Regions from separate parts of the Mus musculus genome. Here region 2 is linked to region 1. Evidence: chromatin contacts called from public HiChIP or PLAC-seq data. All regions are on one chromosome and are shown on one strand. Each heading gives the region's core, a stretch centred on a gene start, on an enhancer-like site or on the middle of the called end of the contact. The rest is flanking DNA. Distances are from core to core; before and after follow the strand shown.

Region 1 (7,011 bases), core at 3,087-5,586:
CAGCCTAGAGTCCCTCCTGCCGTGACAGTGACAGCTCCTGTCCCTCCCTCCGTCTCAGGCCCAGGCTTCAGACCTCAGGTCTGGTTCCCTAGATGGGAACTGGTTGAAGCAAGAATTTACAGGCGGCCGGCCAGGGGGCAGCTGCAGCTGTTGAATGGCTCCACACTTCCTGGCAAGGGCTGAGCTCACCAACTGCCTGCCCAGAACCTCCGGACCACGTACCAAGAACTATATTTAAAAACAACTGCTACCACTTGGGCCTCTGCAGTACCCATCCCCACACCGGCCCGGTTCCGCCAGCTGTCTGGCTGGTCTCATCCCCCACCTCCTGCCCACACACCAATCCACCATGTCCCCCCTATGACCCAGTCTCCCACCTTCAGTGGCACAGATCCGGTCTCCCGCTCCTGCCCGCACAGACCAGAGCTTGTTAGGCTGTGCCCTGCCTCCTGTGAAAGCATCTGCAGGACACAGGCTGGGTCAAGAGCTGCTCAGCAGCCTGGCTGGGAGCAAAGTCCTTCCCCACCCAGCCCCTTGAAGTGAGCTCTAAGAAGGTCACAGGGCTGGCGTGATGTCCCCCCAGCAGCGTGAAAAAAGTGGGCACGGGAAGCTAGCTATTGCTGAATAACCGCACGCAGGGGAAAGGGAACCGTGAGTGGGTGAGAAGGCACGGCCAAGCTGTACAGCATCTCTCACCCAGAGCTCAGACCCACACTGTCAGCAGGCCGAAGGCACTTGCTATGGAGCAGTGACTATGGGGCGCTCGCTACCCAGGGCTAGGTGCACATTCCATCGTCATGGAGATGGAAGCTGGGGTGCTGCTTGACCATGCAGGTTCAGCACCCAAGGCAATGCCTGTGTGCGTGATCTCATCACTTCCGCCTGCACTCTGCCTGCACAGGCTTCTTCTGGCCTCAGAAAGGAGGGCAACGGAGCTGAAGAAGAAGACTCGAAATGAGACCCATGGAGAGGAGGCAGCCGAGGACAGCCTCTGCAGTCAGGAGGACTAAGCTCTCGGGCCCCTTCTCTCCTTGCTCCTGCCCCTCCCTCGCCCTCTCGGGTTCTATGACTCTCCCATGTCCAGCACCTACAGCCGCACTGCAGTGTTCCTAATAATAACTCCAGGCAGCCAGGGGAAGAGGCAGCCAGCCTAGCCACCACCCTGCAGCTGACCATGCAGCTCAGCTGTGGCCCTCCCTCACACCCTCTTATCCTGTTTCCTGCCAGCCCTGCACTCCCCCTCGCCTGCTTCTCCCTCTGTTCCAGCAGTGACAGAGTCTGATAACCTCACGTTACACGTTTTCTTACATGAGACCTTTGTCTTTGCTAGGCTCTGGTTTCTTCCTCTACAAGTATGGGATGTGGCATCCTGTGTGCCTAGAGTCTGTGAGTCTCTAGAGGAAAAGCCCATAGGATAGACAAGAGGTTACGACCCTGGCCAAGACGCGTCAGGGATGAACTTGATAAATCCCAGTGAAACACGAGCAAGTTTAAGGCAAGATGATGCTTAATGAGATGGCTCATACAGGGAAAGAAATCTGAATTATCTAGATGCCCGCAGTGGTCTCCAGCCAGGTACCGATGGGTGCAGTGTGGCCTGCATTCAAATCTCAGTTTGTTTGTTTTTTTTGCAAGGTTCCCATAACTTGGGTAGAATCTGGGCAAATTTCATAATTACTACATTTACCAAAGGCTTCGCCTGCAAATAAATCCTATATTTGAGTTGAAGGGAAAGAGCAAGGAGCATCCTTATTACTGGAAAAACTGAGCCCCAAGAAAAATATCACCCAGGCAAAGGAGCTAAAGACAGGAGCTAGGGGGTGGCGGGGCCTCCATCCCGCCCAGTTTAATAATCAAGCTCTGCATGCCATCCAGGCTAACGGAGTGGGGTGTGGGGGCACGGTGTGAGGAGCTCAGAAGGAGGGAGGGGGCACTGGGGTGGAAGGGCGAGTGTCGTGTACCATGCAATCCTAGCCGCGGGCCCTCTGCACGACCCTGTGCTGCAGTGATGAGCTAACCAGTCCCCAAGGATAACTCTTTGCTGCCCAAGACAGCTGCACCAAGGACAAACAGTCTCTGTTTTAAAAGATGGCTTGGAGAGGAGCAGCTGTTCCTAGGACTAGAGCAGAACTCCAGAACTGTCCATGCTCCACTGGCTGTTAAGCCCTTCAGGGGAGAAGGCAGGTGCGGGCAGGCCCTGGGCGGTGCCTAGAGGCTGGGATAACTAAAAACCCAAAGACATGGGCCACAGTCATGGAAGCCAGGGTGAGGATTGAACTTCAGGAAGCCTGCTGATGCATGCGATCTGGGGGATGCTAAGAGATCACCAACCCTTGAAGGTCACCCAGAGCCTACAAAGTGTTTCCAGGGCCTCCAAATAGTCCTCACACACGGCTATAACCAGATAGCGATCCCTGCCACCTTGGCCTGCACACACAGACCAGGCTATCCCCCAAAGGGTCACATTAGGTAAGACACTGGAGCCTCCAAATCTGGGCTTCCCCTCTGACCGCCACCAACTTCCTCCTCAACCAGGGCCTGGTCAGCCTTGAGAAAACTCTCTCTGCCTGTGGCCCTGTCCTGTTGCCTGGTTACCAGCCATCCAGGGAGTCCTCCTGGTAAACAGCCAGCACTCCAATGTGACATCCCTTCCTCTTAACTCTTATGTTAACCTGCTGGGGACAGGGTTCCTCTCAGAAAGCCAAACCTTCACCCTCAGAACACACAGTGCTGGTCCTGAGATAGCCGATCTGTATCTCTGTAGGGCGTGCCCATGTCCCAACTTTTTTTTTTTACTTGGTTCTGGTTGGAGATTCTTCTGATAGAGCGCCCCCACCAGCTTTATGACAGCCATCCCTTCTCCTTGTCCTAGGAGACCCCATACCCTTTCTCTCTTTTCCTGTGTGTTTTGACTGTTCCAAGCAATATCTTTAGCTTCCGGAGTCCTTGAGCCTCTTGTATGGAACCAGGGTGAGACCTGGCTTCTGGGGACATGCCTTAGAGGAGGCCCTGGGCAGGCACAGTCGCCCTTCACTACCTCCTTCCAACTTCACTTAATTTGCCTCCAGAATTAAAGCCGCATCCTTCACCCCATATGTGGAGTTTATGTCCTGAAATTGCCCCCAAGGTCTGAAGCTGGCCCGACAACCAAGACCCACAGATGCAGAGCTCTCTCGGATGTCTCCCTTTCATACCACACAACACCCCACAGTTAGCAGAGTCACGCAGACACTGCAGCCTGCATAAGACAGGGAGACATGCCAGAAGAAAGCATCAGTTCCCAGTGTTCTAGAAGGCTTCGAGCCACCAGTCTGACTTGAGAACTGTCTGTGGATTCTGGGGTCCCTGCAACCAAATCTTTCCCTGCTCCTCACTTTTCATCATCACAGGAAGTTCAACTCTTGTTAACACGATTCTTGCCCTCCGCCCCCCACCCCCCGCCCCCCACTTCTCCGTTCTAGGAACCCTCACTAACTAACTCCCTGCCCCTGTCGTGTCTGTGTGGGGCATGTCTTGAACCCTGTCCCTACCTTCGCTTGTACTCGTCCCGCTCCCGCTTCACTTTGGCCAGCACGTTGTACAGGGCACGGATCTCAGGGGTGATGGTGTCGATCTGGACGCCCACCCCGTCAGGGTGTACCCACGACAGGCCAGGCCCTTGCACCAGCGTGGGTTCCAGTCCTGGTCCAAGCCGGCGGGCGTGAGAGAAGGACCAGATGGTGCCAGGCATGAAGCGGGTCGACGAGGAGAAGGCAGTGGATGTGGAAGTGGAGGATGATGTGTGGCAGGCGGCAGAGGATGCTAAGGGTCCAGCTGGCGAGCGGGAGGGCGAGCCCAGCACCCGCGCTGATGGGGGGCACACGGCGGCCGGCCGGGAGCTCAGGGGCAGCCCCAGGGGCCGGATCGGGCTGATGAAGCCGGTCTGTACCGCCTGGTCACGGCGGGCCAGGCCCCGCCTGCCCTGCTTACCCTCCTCTAGAGCCTGCTGCAGCTGTTTCTCCAGCAGCCGATTTCGGCGCTCTAGCTCGTGCACCTTGGCTAGGAAGCAGCGAAACCGGAGGTTCAGGGTCTTCAGTACGTTGATGTTGGAGCCTAGGTCGTTGCGGAGAGCCATGGCTGCGGGGGGCGCCGGACCAGGCCCCGGAGGCGAATAGGCAGAGGGGCCGGCCGAGGCAAGCGGAGCCGAGGCTAAGTCCCCTCCCCCGGCAAAGTGGTCACCTCCCAGAGGGTCCCCCAGCGGCCCGGCCAAGCCTTGCTGCTCCTGCTGTAGGAGGAAGAGGTTGGGACCAAATAACGGATTCATGGCTGCGCCTTCTGCCGGGAGAAGGAGACCAGTGCAGCAGAGGGTGAGGAGAAGAGCCAATGAGATGCTTGTGGGATACGAGTGACCAATCAGATAGCCCGGCAGGAGGGCAAAGGTCATAAGGGAGGGAGCAGAGGGGGCCAATGAAAGGCCCTCATTAGGGCATCAGCGCTGAACCTTTCCCGGGTCTGAGGCCCCATGAGTGGGGTCAACCCCGGCAGGAGCCAGACTAGCCCTTCCCGGGGAGCCACAGCCTAAGATTCTGACTGTAGGCACAGGACCTCTGGCTCTTTAGAGACAGTCTTCCCTACTGCCCTCTCTTCTACCTGGTACCCTGGGTCGGACTCCTTTACTTTTTCCCATGAAGACTAAGAAATGGAGGGAGAAATTTACCATTTGAATAGTCATTTGAATAGTGCACAACTGTCTCTCCCCAGAGAAACCCAGGCCCACTTTCCTACAAACCGCCAGTACCCAGTCCCCTCAAAAAACACAACAGCAACTAGGAGTGGTAATATGTATATTAAATTTCATATGTATGCACAGGGGGAGGCCAGCCTTGCATCAGGATCTAAAAGTTCCAACCCAGAGACAATGTCAAGTTTCCAAGTCCATTTAAGACAACAGAGGCTGGCTGTTGCCCTTTGTCATTGATTTCCTCCTTTTTGCTGGTGGGGGCCTGGTGGAACTGTGGGGAGACACAAAGGGGGCTGAGGGTCCCTTGGAAACAGCATCTTCTTTCAGGGGAGCAGCTCCATTAGCAGGCTGCTGTGCTAACTGCTGCTTTCCTTTCTGTTTCTTTTTGGCTTCCCCAAGGGATGGAGCACAGTCCTTAGGCCTTGGGGCAGCACGGATTTCAGAGGGAGTCGGCACAGGAGGTGTTCTCGAGTCCTCAACCCTGGAAGGGGCGCTCGGCTTTGGGACAGCAGCCTCCTTAGAGGGCTTCCACTTAGGTCCCCGCTGCTTCAGCTTCTCAGACCTCTTTCGTTTGCTGTTCACGTCAGCATTCCCAGCAGACTGACTGGGCCTGGTAGACACTTGGGCATCTGGGACAGAAGGTTCAGTGGACAAGCCTGGCCCTTTGGCGATGCCGTTCAACTTCTGGAAGGGCTTCTTGGAATGTGGCTGTCTCAGCAACTGCTGCTTTGCCTTCACAGCCCCACGGGCTTTCTTGGTGGGCTGACTACCGTTCTCAGACTTTGGGGTGACCTGATCCTTCAGGTCAGGCTCTGTAGGGGTAGCTGCTGCCGAGTTTCCTGAGGTAAAAATTAAACAGATGGCTTGATCATTAAGAAACAAGGCAGGCAGATTTCTGAGTGAGGCCAGCCTGGTCTACAAAGTGAGGTCCGGGACAGCCAGGGCTATACAGAGAAACCCTGTCTCAAAAAACAAACAAACAAAAACCAAGGCAGTTGCCAGGCAGTGGTGGTGGCACAGCCTTTAATCCCAGCAATTAGGAGGTAGGGCCAGATGGATCCGAGTTCCAGGCCAGCCTTGTCAACAGAGCCAGTCCCAGGAGAGCCAGGACTACATAGAAAAACCCGGTCTTCAAACACCAAAATCCAGGCTGGTGAGATGGCTCAGTGGGTAAGAGTACCTGACTGCTCTTCTGAAGGTCCGAAGTTCAAATCCCAGCAACCACATGGTGGCTCACAACCATCTGTAATGAGATTTGACTCCCTCTTCTGGAGTGTCTGAAGACAGCTACAGTGTATTTACATATAATAATAATAATAATAATAAAAAACCTGGCAAAAAAACAAAAAAAAACCCACCAAAATCCAAAGAAACAATAACGAAGGCCCACACCTTAGGATAGTGCCCAAAAACTGACTACTCACACTAGTTCATGGTTTTTACTGAAACTATTTGCCCCACACGTTTTAAGGGATTACTACTCTTCTTGTCAGGTTTTCAGAGGAAGCTGCTCCCTCAGGAGGGCAGTATATAACAAGACATTCTAAGGAGTAAGTCCCAGGCTCTAAAGCAAGCCTAAAGCACTTGCTCGCTTGTCCTATCTCAGACTGTCATGCAATGTGGGGAACCTAGCTAGTATCAATGAGAACATCATCAAATATGGACTTCACTTATATCAAAACTTGCTTTTTCCTGGGTTTTTCTGAGACAAGGTCTTGCTATGTAGCCTAGGTGGTCTTGGACTTACTACATAGAGACCAGCCTGGCTTCAAACTCAAAAGATGCCTTTGCCTCTTAAAATGTGCTGTTTAAGGTTTTTGCACTGTGCAGAGCACCTACCTGGCAATGTTCTAAGTCTGCAGCTACTGAAAACAAAATCAGCCGGGCGTGGTGGCGCATGCCTTTAATCCCAGCACTCGGGAGGCAGAGGCAGGCGGATTTCTGCGTTTGAGGCCAGCCTGGTCTACAGAGTGAGTTCCAGGACAGCCAGGGCTACACAGAGAAACCCTGTCTCGAAAAACCAAACCAAAAAAACCCAAAAAACAAAAACCAAGCCAGAAACTACCCACTCTACTCAGGCCCTCTTCTCCTCCCTTCCGACTAACCCAAGGCAGGCAGAGCTCTGTTTCAGAACACCCCGCCCTCCCGAGCTGCAGGCCAACAGGAGGATGCCTGAGGAAACAAATTGCACAGCCACAAGCTCCATGACCTGCCAGAGCTCTGCAGTTTGTCAATCCAGTGCAGAGATGCTGGGCCAGCAGAGCCAAGAATCAAAAGCAAGCACAGCCTGC
Region 2 (7,011 bases), core at 3,008-5,507, 190 kb before region 1:
ACATCCCAAGATCACAGGTGAGGAGGCAGACAGAGGCTTTTCGGTCTTTCCTCATTCCCAAGTTCAAACTCACACCCTGCCAGCAGTCCACCAGCCTTCCCATCTCAAAGCATATTCCAGCACCCCAAACACCACTCCGTGTACCACTTTCAAGGCCGTGCATGGGTTTAGAGAATCCTCTGAAATCCTAAGGACACCCTGAACCTTTCTTAGCACCTGAGCTCTTCTCAAAGCCTTGCTTCCCCGGTGCCCCTTGGCTAGCCCCTCTATCCGGTTCTTCTCCCAAAGACCTCCACATCCTGGAGATGATTCACCATGACCTCCCTTCAATCTCCTGGCTGTCAAATCTACCTCCCATTTCCCAAGTCTTCCTCTCCCTCCTGTGGGGTTCTCCTCCCAGGTTCCCAATCAGAGCATCCTTGCCTTTCTCATACTGATGGAGGTCTCCACACCAGGCCTCACGTTGAAGCCACCATCATCCATAAAAGCAGGCTCATCCTGACCGTGCACCATCACCCTGGCCCCCGTCACTGTGGACAGCAGGGGGATGAAGTCATTCTGCTCTGTGCGCAGTGTCAGGGACAAACCTGGGGATGCAGCAGGAGAAGAGTTGGGGATGGAGACCCAGAATCTTACCCTCCGTTCCCTGGTGGAACAAGGCCAGTAAACCCCTCAGGTGGGCATGGCAACCCAAAGCTGGTTTCTGGGCTAGATTAAAGGATAGAATCCCTTCCATGCCTAGAATGGACTATGGAGGACTTTGGGGGGAGAAAGGACAGAGCAGACCTTTCCAGAATGGCGAGAGGCATATCAAGGTGAGACCCAGAAGGTTCCCAGCATCTCTAGACTGTAAGGCTGAGGTAGGTAAGGACGGGTGAGGTAGGTCAGTGGGAAGGGCATCATGGGGACGGGAGCTGCTCACCATTGTTGACTCCAGGCATGGAAGACATCCAGAGATTGGAGTTGTTCTTGTTGTTGAAAGTGTAGCAGTTCCCATACATGGGGTGGTGGAACTGAGAATAATTCCTTAGTAGGCAAGGGAACCAGGATAATAGGATCAGAGAGGGAAGTACAGGAATTCACCAGAGCACAAGGTGAGGCAGAGGGAATTCCCCTCCGGGCCACAGGAGCATCAGTTTCCTGTCACCTCCAGTGTGCCTGCACAGCACTGGGAAGTAGACCTATGCTTTGTCACCTAAGCCAACAGTCCCATTCTGCATCATGCAAGACCACACCAACAGTGATGGCAGGCCTGAGATTTACATATGTGATCTTGTGTGTTCTTATTTTATTTTCTTCTAAAAAACCAAAACCAAACCCTCCTAAGCTCTGTTTGTTTGTTTGTTTTCTAAGAAATATTTACTTATTTTATGTATATGAGTACCCTGTTGCTGTCTTCAGACACACCAGAAGAGGGCATCAGATTCCATTACAGATGGTTGTGAGCCACCATGAGATTGCTGGGAATTGAACTGAGGACCTCTGGAAGAGCAGTCCGTGCTCTTAACCGCTGAGCCATCTCTCCAGCCCCCTAAGCTCTGGCTTTAAGATCCATCCATGATGCTCCACTGGGTCTGCCGACACCACGTGCCATACGCCTTCCATGATGAGACTCCGCTACACTGTGCCCTTCTCCTCTCCCAGTCAGCGGGGATCCCAGGCCGCAGGGACAGTGGTGATGGACCTGGGATTCAGATCCAGGCGTTTACCTGTTAGACCGGCTTCTCCTCTGACCTCATCACTTGCTTCTTTGTGTCTTCTAATGTTATACTAAGACTCGTGCAATGCTCTTAACTTCTTAGCATCTAAATCTTGGTTCTCGGTGCATCAATGAGGGAAATGGAGAGATGCAGGAAATCAGCGTAGAGGAGGGAACAAATGCCTCAGTGAGCGTGGGGCTGAAGGGAGGAAGTTCAGAGCACAGGACAGAATGAAGCCAAGCGTTCTCCACAGGCCCCTGTGCATCAGATTAATAGGTCCAGTGATAACAGCCCTTCTCTAACAGGCTTGGGAGTCCAGCGGAAACCACACAGTCACACTACCGCAGCAGACAGACAGATGGACAGCAAATCACAGGTTCTAAGAACTATGTAGGGGAGAAGGGATCTGTGTTCTACTCCCTGCCAAGTGGGAAATAGCAGTGGGAACCAGACAGGAGGAAAATAAGACTCTGGCCTGTGACCAGTAGAGGAGGGAGAGGGGCCAATGACCAGAGGTGGGTGTGTCTCTGCTCATGTGGCTTTGAACCAGCCCCATTTCCCAAGGTCATCCTCTTCCTCTCTAAAATGAGGAGAGCAAATCTAGAAGGCCCAGGGTGGTCTACTGGCTTTGAAAACCAAAGGCAGGCATAGGGCATGAAACATAGGGGTTCATGTTAGGCTGTACTGAAAAGCCAGCATTTCTAGAGGTGGGCTGGATATGGAAAGAAAAGCTATATCTTAAAGGGCCACTGATCCCCACTCACTGGGAGGGGGGAAGGGCACACTGTGGTGGGTCTTAAATACCGAGCTTAAGAAAGTTTTATTTTGTATTTTAGAAGAAGATAAAATAAGATCTTATAACACACAAGATCACTTATGTAGGTAAAATATAAATTTTGTAAATGCACATATAAGAAAATGTACATTAAACACATTAGTGCAACATCCATTGAGAAGCCAAATCATGTAATGGTTAAGAGTAAAGCCTTGAGCAAGATGGCTCAGCGGGCAGAGGTGCTTGGCCCAGCAAGATGGCTCAGTGGGCAGAGGTGCTTGCTGCCAAGACTGACAACTTGAGTTCAGTCTCCAGGATCCACATTGCAGAAGGACAGAACTGACTTCCACAGGTCCTCTGACCTCTACAAGTACACCACATCATGTATGTGTATCCGTGTGTGTGTCCGTGTGTGTGTGTGCAGATATGTAATAATAATAATAAGAAGAAAATCTCACCTAGGCGTGGTGATGAGCTCCTGTGATCTAGCACTCGGAAGGTTGGTACAAGAGCATTGTTGCCAGTATGAGTCTACTTGGGGCTACACACTACATAGCGAGTTCCAGATTAGCATGGGATAAGAATGAGCCCTTGTCCAAAAAAGGGGGCTCTAGCGTGCAGCTCCTTTTGAGTAAATTCTAACTGTAGCAAACAGTAGAAAGAAAGCCAAGCAAGGTCTTTACTCTCCTCCTCTGACAAATGAAGACCACATACACAGGTAGGACAGAGAACTGAGGGCTAAGTTAAAGTATCAGTACTTAGTGAGCTGTATTAGCTTCCCACTAAGGTGGTAGGGATTGGTTACGTTGCCTAAAGGGATAAAGGCAAACAGACAGGTGAGATGGCCCAGCTGGGAAAGGCGCTTGCCACCAAACTTGCCGCCTTAATGGTTGAGAAAGACGACTCCTGAAAATTGTCTTCTACCCACTCACATGCACAAATACAAACAAGTAAGGGTAGTTTTGTCTGCTTGCTTGTTTGTTTGTTTGTTTGTTTGTTTATAAGGTAGACAATAACAAGCAGAGGTTGTAGAAAATGTAGATCCCTCAGGGTTGCTGCTGAGAACATAAAGACCTGTATCCCTGGGCAGAGTCCAGCAGCCTCCAAAATGCTAAACAGCTCTGTGACCCAGCACTGCACTCTGGGTGCATTGCAAGCAAAACCAAAACATTACCAGTATAAAATCTTACTCAGGCTCATAAAGGCCAAAGAGTAGGCATGTTCATGTCAGAAAGCTGTGGTGTGTCTGTACAACACAGCCCAGTGTTAATTGCTCATATGTGAGTTCTGACATGTGTCAGCACAGATAAACCTGGAAAACATATGCTAAGTGAAAGAAGTCACCAGTCACAAAAGATACTATATGTGTGTGTGTGTGTGTGTGTGTGTGTGTGTATATATGTATATATGTATACACATACACACATATATACATACATATACACACATATGTATATACCTATATACACATACATATGTATACATATGTGTGTATATACATATGTGTATATATACATGTATGTGTATGTGTGTGTGTGTATATATATATATATATATATATATATATATCCCAGAACCTAATAAATGTTAGACGATCAATCTACTACTGAATTGCATTACTAGCCCTTGTGTGAAATCCCCACAAAGAACAGTCCATTGAGACAAGAAGGCAGATTAGTGGTTCCCAGGGCTTGAAAGGGATGGAATGGGGAACTGCTAAGAAGTAAATGGGTTCCTTGAGGGTGGGTGAAAAAAATGTTCTAAAATTAGATAATGACAGTAGTTGCACAACTCTAAACATATTTAAAAACCACTAAAGTGTCCATATGAAAGGGAAGACTTTAACTACGTGTCATTAAGGAGAAGATTATGTCTGAGGACAGAGCTCAGCAATGGAGAGCTTGCTTGCATGTTGTGGGCTCTGGCTTTGATCTTCAGAACAAAAAAACAAAAGGAGAAAGAAATCCAAAAGAGAAGAGGAAGGAGAAGGGGAGGGTCCAGGAGACCACGAAGGGAGGGAAGAGGGTCCAGGAGGCCATGAAGGGGAGGGTCCAGGAGACCTCAAAGGGAGGGGGGAGGGTCCAGGAGGCCATGAAGGGGAGGGTCCAGGAGGCCATGCTAAGGAAGTGTAGTTAGACTCAGCAAGCCACAGGAGACTGCAGAGGATTTTAATATATTGATTGTATGCGTGTGAGTGCTCTGCCCACTTGCACATCTGTGTTCCACGAGCATGCCTGGCACCTCTGGAGGCCAGAAAAGGGTATCAGGTCCCGTGGATCTGGAGTTAGGGACAATTGTGAGCCGAATTATGGGTGCTAGGAACGGAACCTGGGTCCTCTGCAAGAGCAGCCAGCGCTCTTAGTCTGAGCCTGCGGAGTCTCTCCAGTTCCTACTTTGGAGGATTTTGAACAGGACTGACTGGAATAGTTAATATCACAAACGTACGCTCCCTGCTACGTTTCAAATGTGCCTCTCAATTCTTGGGTTGGAAAATTACTTCCCAATATGTTGGAGATGGGATCCAACAAGAAGAGACAGGACCATGGAGTGAATCCTCATGAGCGCATCCACGGAGTCCTGAGAGGGTTAGCTATGAACACATGGACGTTTGCTGGGTCGGCCCGCCCTTCCTGACCCTCTTTCCCAGACTCACTTTCCCTTCCCCTTTCTGCTTTGTTACGCATGGGAGCGTCACCAGGTTCCCGCACCAGGCTCTCAGGCTTTTTAACCCCTAGTACTATAAGAATGAGCTTCTTCTTCTTCTTCTTTTTTTTTTTTTTTCATAAACCAACCAGTCTGTAGTATTCTGCTATAGCAACAGAAATAGACAAAGACTTCTGTGAAGAATGAAGGGAAAACTTGGGGGCAGAAAGTTAGATAGTTTACAGAGTTGTCCCAACAGGCCTCGTGGGAAAGGAGATGACAAACTGAGGACCGGACCTGCATGCCAAGACTAAGATAAACAGTGGACTTGGGGGCAAGGGAGGCAAGGGCTTGGAGTGGACAAAGGTGGGAGATAACAGGGAGGCTTGGCAACAGGACAGGTACTGCTGGCCTAGGCTTAGCTGCCTCGCTTCCCAGCTGCGACTGTTTATCCCCAAACAAACAAAGAACAGGACCAAGCCATGGGATGGGCATGTGAGCACACAGAGTGAAAAGCCAGAGAAGCAGGTGACACCTGGTCCTGCTGCCACTCTCGGGTGGCACTGGAGGGAAGGGTCCCCTGTAGAGACACCGCCTCAGTGCCAGCCAGAAGCAAGAAGGTGGCCCTTGAAAACCCGGGAGCAGAGGTGGAGGAGAAAGCAGGAATATGCAGCCAGAGGCTACAGAAGGGAGAAGGAAGTCCCTCACTTCCCTCTTGTATCAGCGCTTAGAGGGCCTGAGCTGGTGGCCGTGACCTCTTTAGATAGATGCTATGACAGGGGCCCTAACAGAAATTATCCCTGAGGGACAGTGGGCTGTGGAGAATCCTTAGGCCGGCCTGAGCCTCTGGGAGTGTCTCTTCCTTCACCTGTTTGGGTACAAGACGACGACTGACCCCCACCATACCCTAGAGTGTATAAAGTAACCTCACATTTGTCATCTTATACATGTGACATGACTCTTAAGGTGGGTATTAGCATCGTGGTCTTCATCACTTTAGTAAAAATGCCAATCAGGCAAGGATTGAACATATTTTTTTTCCTGTAATACATCCCAGATGCCTACAACAGAGTCTGGCACATGGTCCACACAATCAGAAATATTTACTGAATAAACCTTCTCTCTTGTGTTTGGATTTGTGTCCATTTTACAAAGAAAAGGCTCTGCAAAACGATGTGAAATGGAAGCGTCACCAGACCATGAAGGGACAAAGGGACGGAACAGTCATGGGAACTCTGGTTGGGACCTGCCGTCCATGGATCTTACCACACGCCCGTCTACAGGTGACATGCTGGGCACAGACTTGGGCACCTGCCTTGGATCATTTCCTCGCCTAACCACAGAGAACTTCCTGAGCCCTCAGGAGGACCCAGGATAGGAGATTCTGAGGAACAACGGAGCCAGCAAGGGGGCCTACTCACGCCTGATTGCAGGGGGCCTGGTTGAAACGACAGGTAAAGATGAAGCTGCCCAGGGCTTCTTCCTCTAGAGCAGGCGAGGTGTCGGGCAGTCTGGACAGAATGTTGATGTAATGGAAGCGGTACCATTCTCTCACGGCATCCACCCCGGATGAGTATGTCTGGTAGAAGCAGTCTGATTTGTTCTGGTTGCACTGCACAGAGACAGGAGTGTCAGTGCATGTCAGAGACAGTGCACCAAGGTCAAGGACTGAGAGCTGAGGTGTTCTGAGGGCTGATGGGCATGTAGGTACAGGGAACAGGGTGTGGGTAGAACAGAAGGGGAGAAACACTTCCCTAGAAGCCCCTAGGAGAGGTGGCCAGAGGACCCTGGGATTGAGGTAATGGTAGGCAGTGCCTCCTCACTGTAATTACTTATGCAACCAGGTAGGAAGAAGCAAGAATTCTCCCCTTTCACTGGTGCAAGAAAGCTTCT

The links. HiChIP or PLAC-seq counts read pairs in DNA pulled down with a chosen protein or histone mark.
Region 2: a contact with region 1 is called in an H3K4me3 HiChIP or PLAC-seq map of bone marrow-derived macrophages, with 2.9 times the contacts expected there. The contact joins the enhancer-like site here to the promoter of Iffo1 in region 1. A contact is called at or near these places in 3 of 39 promoter capture datasets (3T3-L1-derived adipocytes, the HPC-7 cell line and the SN4741 cell line), 1 of 15 datasets of contacts at CTCF or cohesin (the NIH/3T3 cell line), 4 of 484 Hi-C or Micro-C datasets (the N1E-115 cell line, cerebral cortex, granulocyte-monocyte progenitors and 1 more), 5 of 115 datasets of contacts at active chromatin or transcription factors (bone marrow-derived macrophages, embryonic stem cells, microglia and 1 more) and 3 of 9 other capture datasets (adipose tissue, liver and macrophages).

Annotation. Positions count from the first base shown.
Region 1 is chr6:125,142,549-125,149,559 of GRCm38.p6, reverse strand. Iffo1 (intermediate filament family orphan 1) reads right to left here and starts at 4,336. Exons shown (of 9, transcript NM_001302779.1): 1 at 3,531-4,336. The coding sequence starts at 4,303. It overlaps Nop2 (NOP2 nucleolar protein), which reads right to left. Exons shown (of 16, transcript NM_138747.2): 16 at 4,807-5,559. The coding sequence ends at 4,919.
Region 2 is chr6:125,331,812-125,338,822 of GRCm38.p6, reverse strand. Scnn1a (sodium channel, nonvoltage-gated 1 alpha) reads right to left here. Exons shown (of 12, transcript NM_011324.2): 3 at 6,540-6,730; 4 at 923-1,026; 5 at 424-587. Among named protein-coding and RNA genes, the nearest start is that of Scnn1a, 14 kb to the right of the region's middle. Within about 2 kb of position 4,257, at least 41 of the 459 cell types and tissues checked have an H3K27ac peak or open chromatin away from gene starts, as enhancers often do. A contact at or near this core is called in bone marrow-derived macrophages, granulocyte-monocyte progenitors and liver, where this site is marked.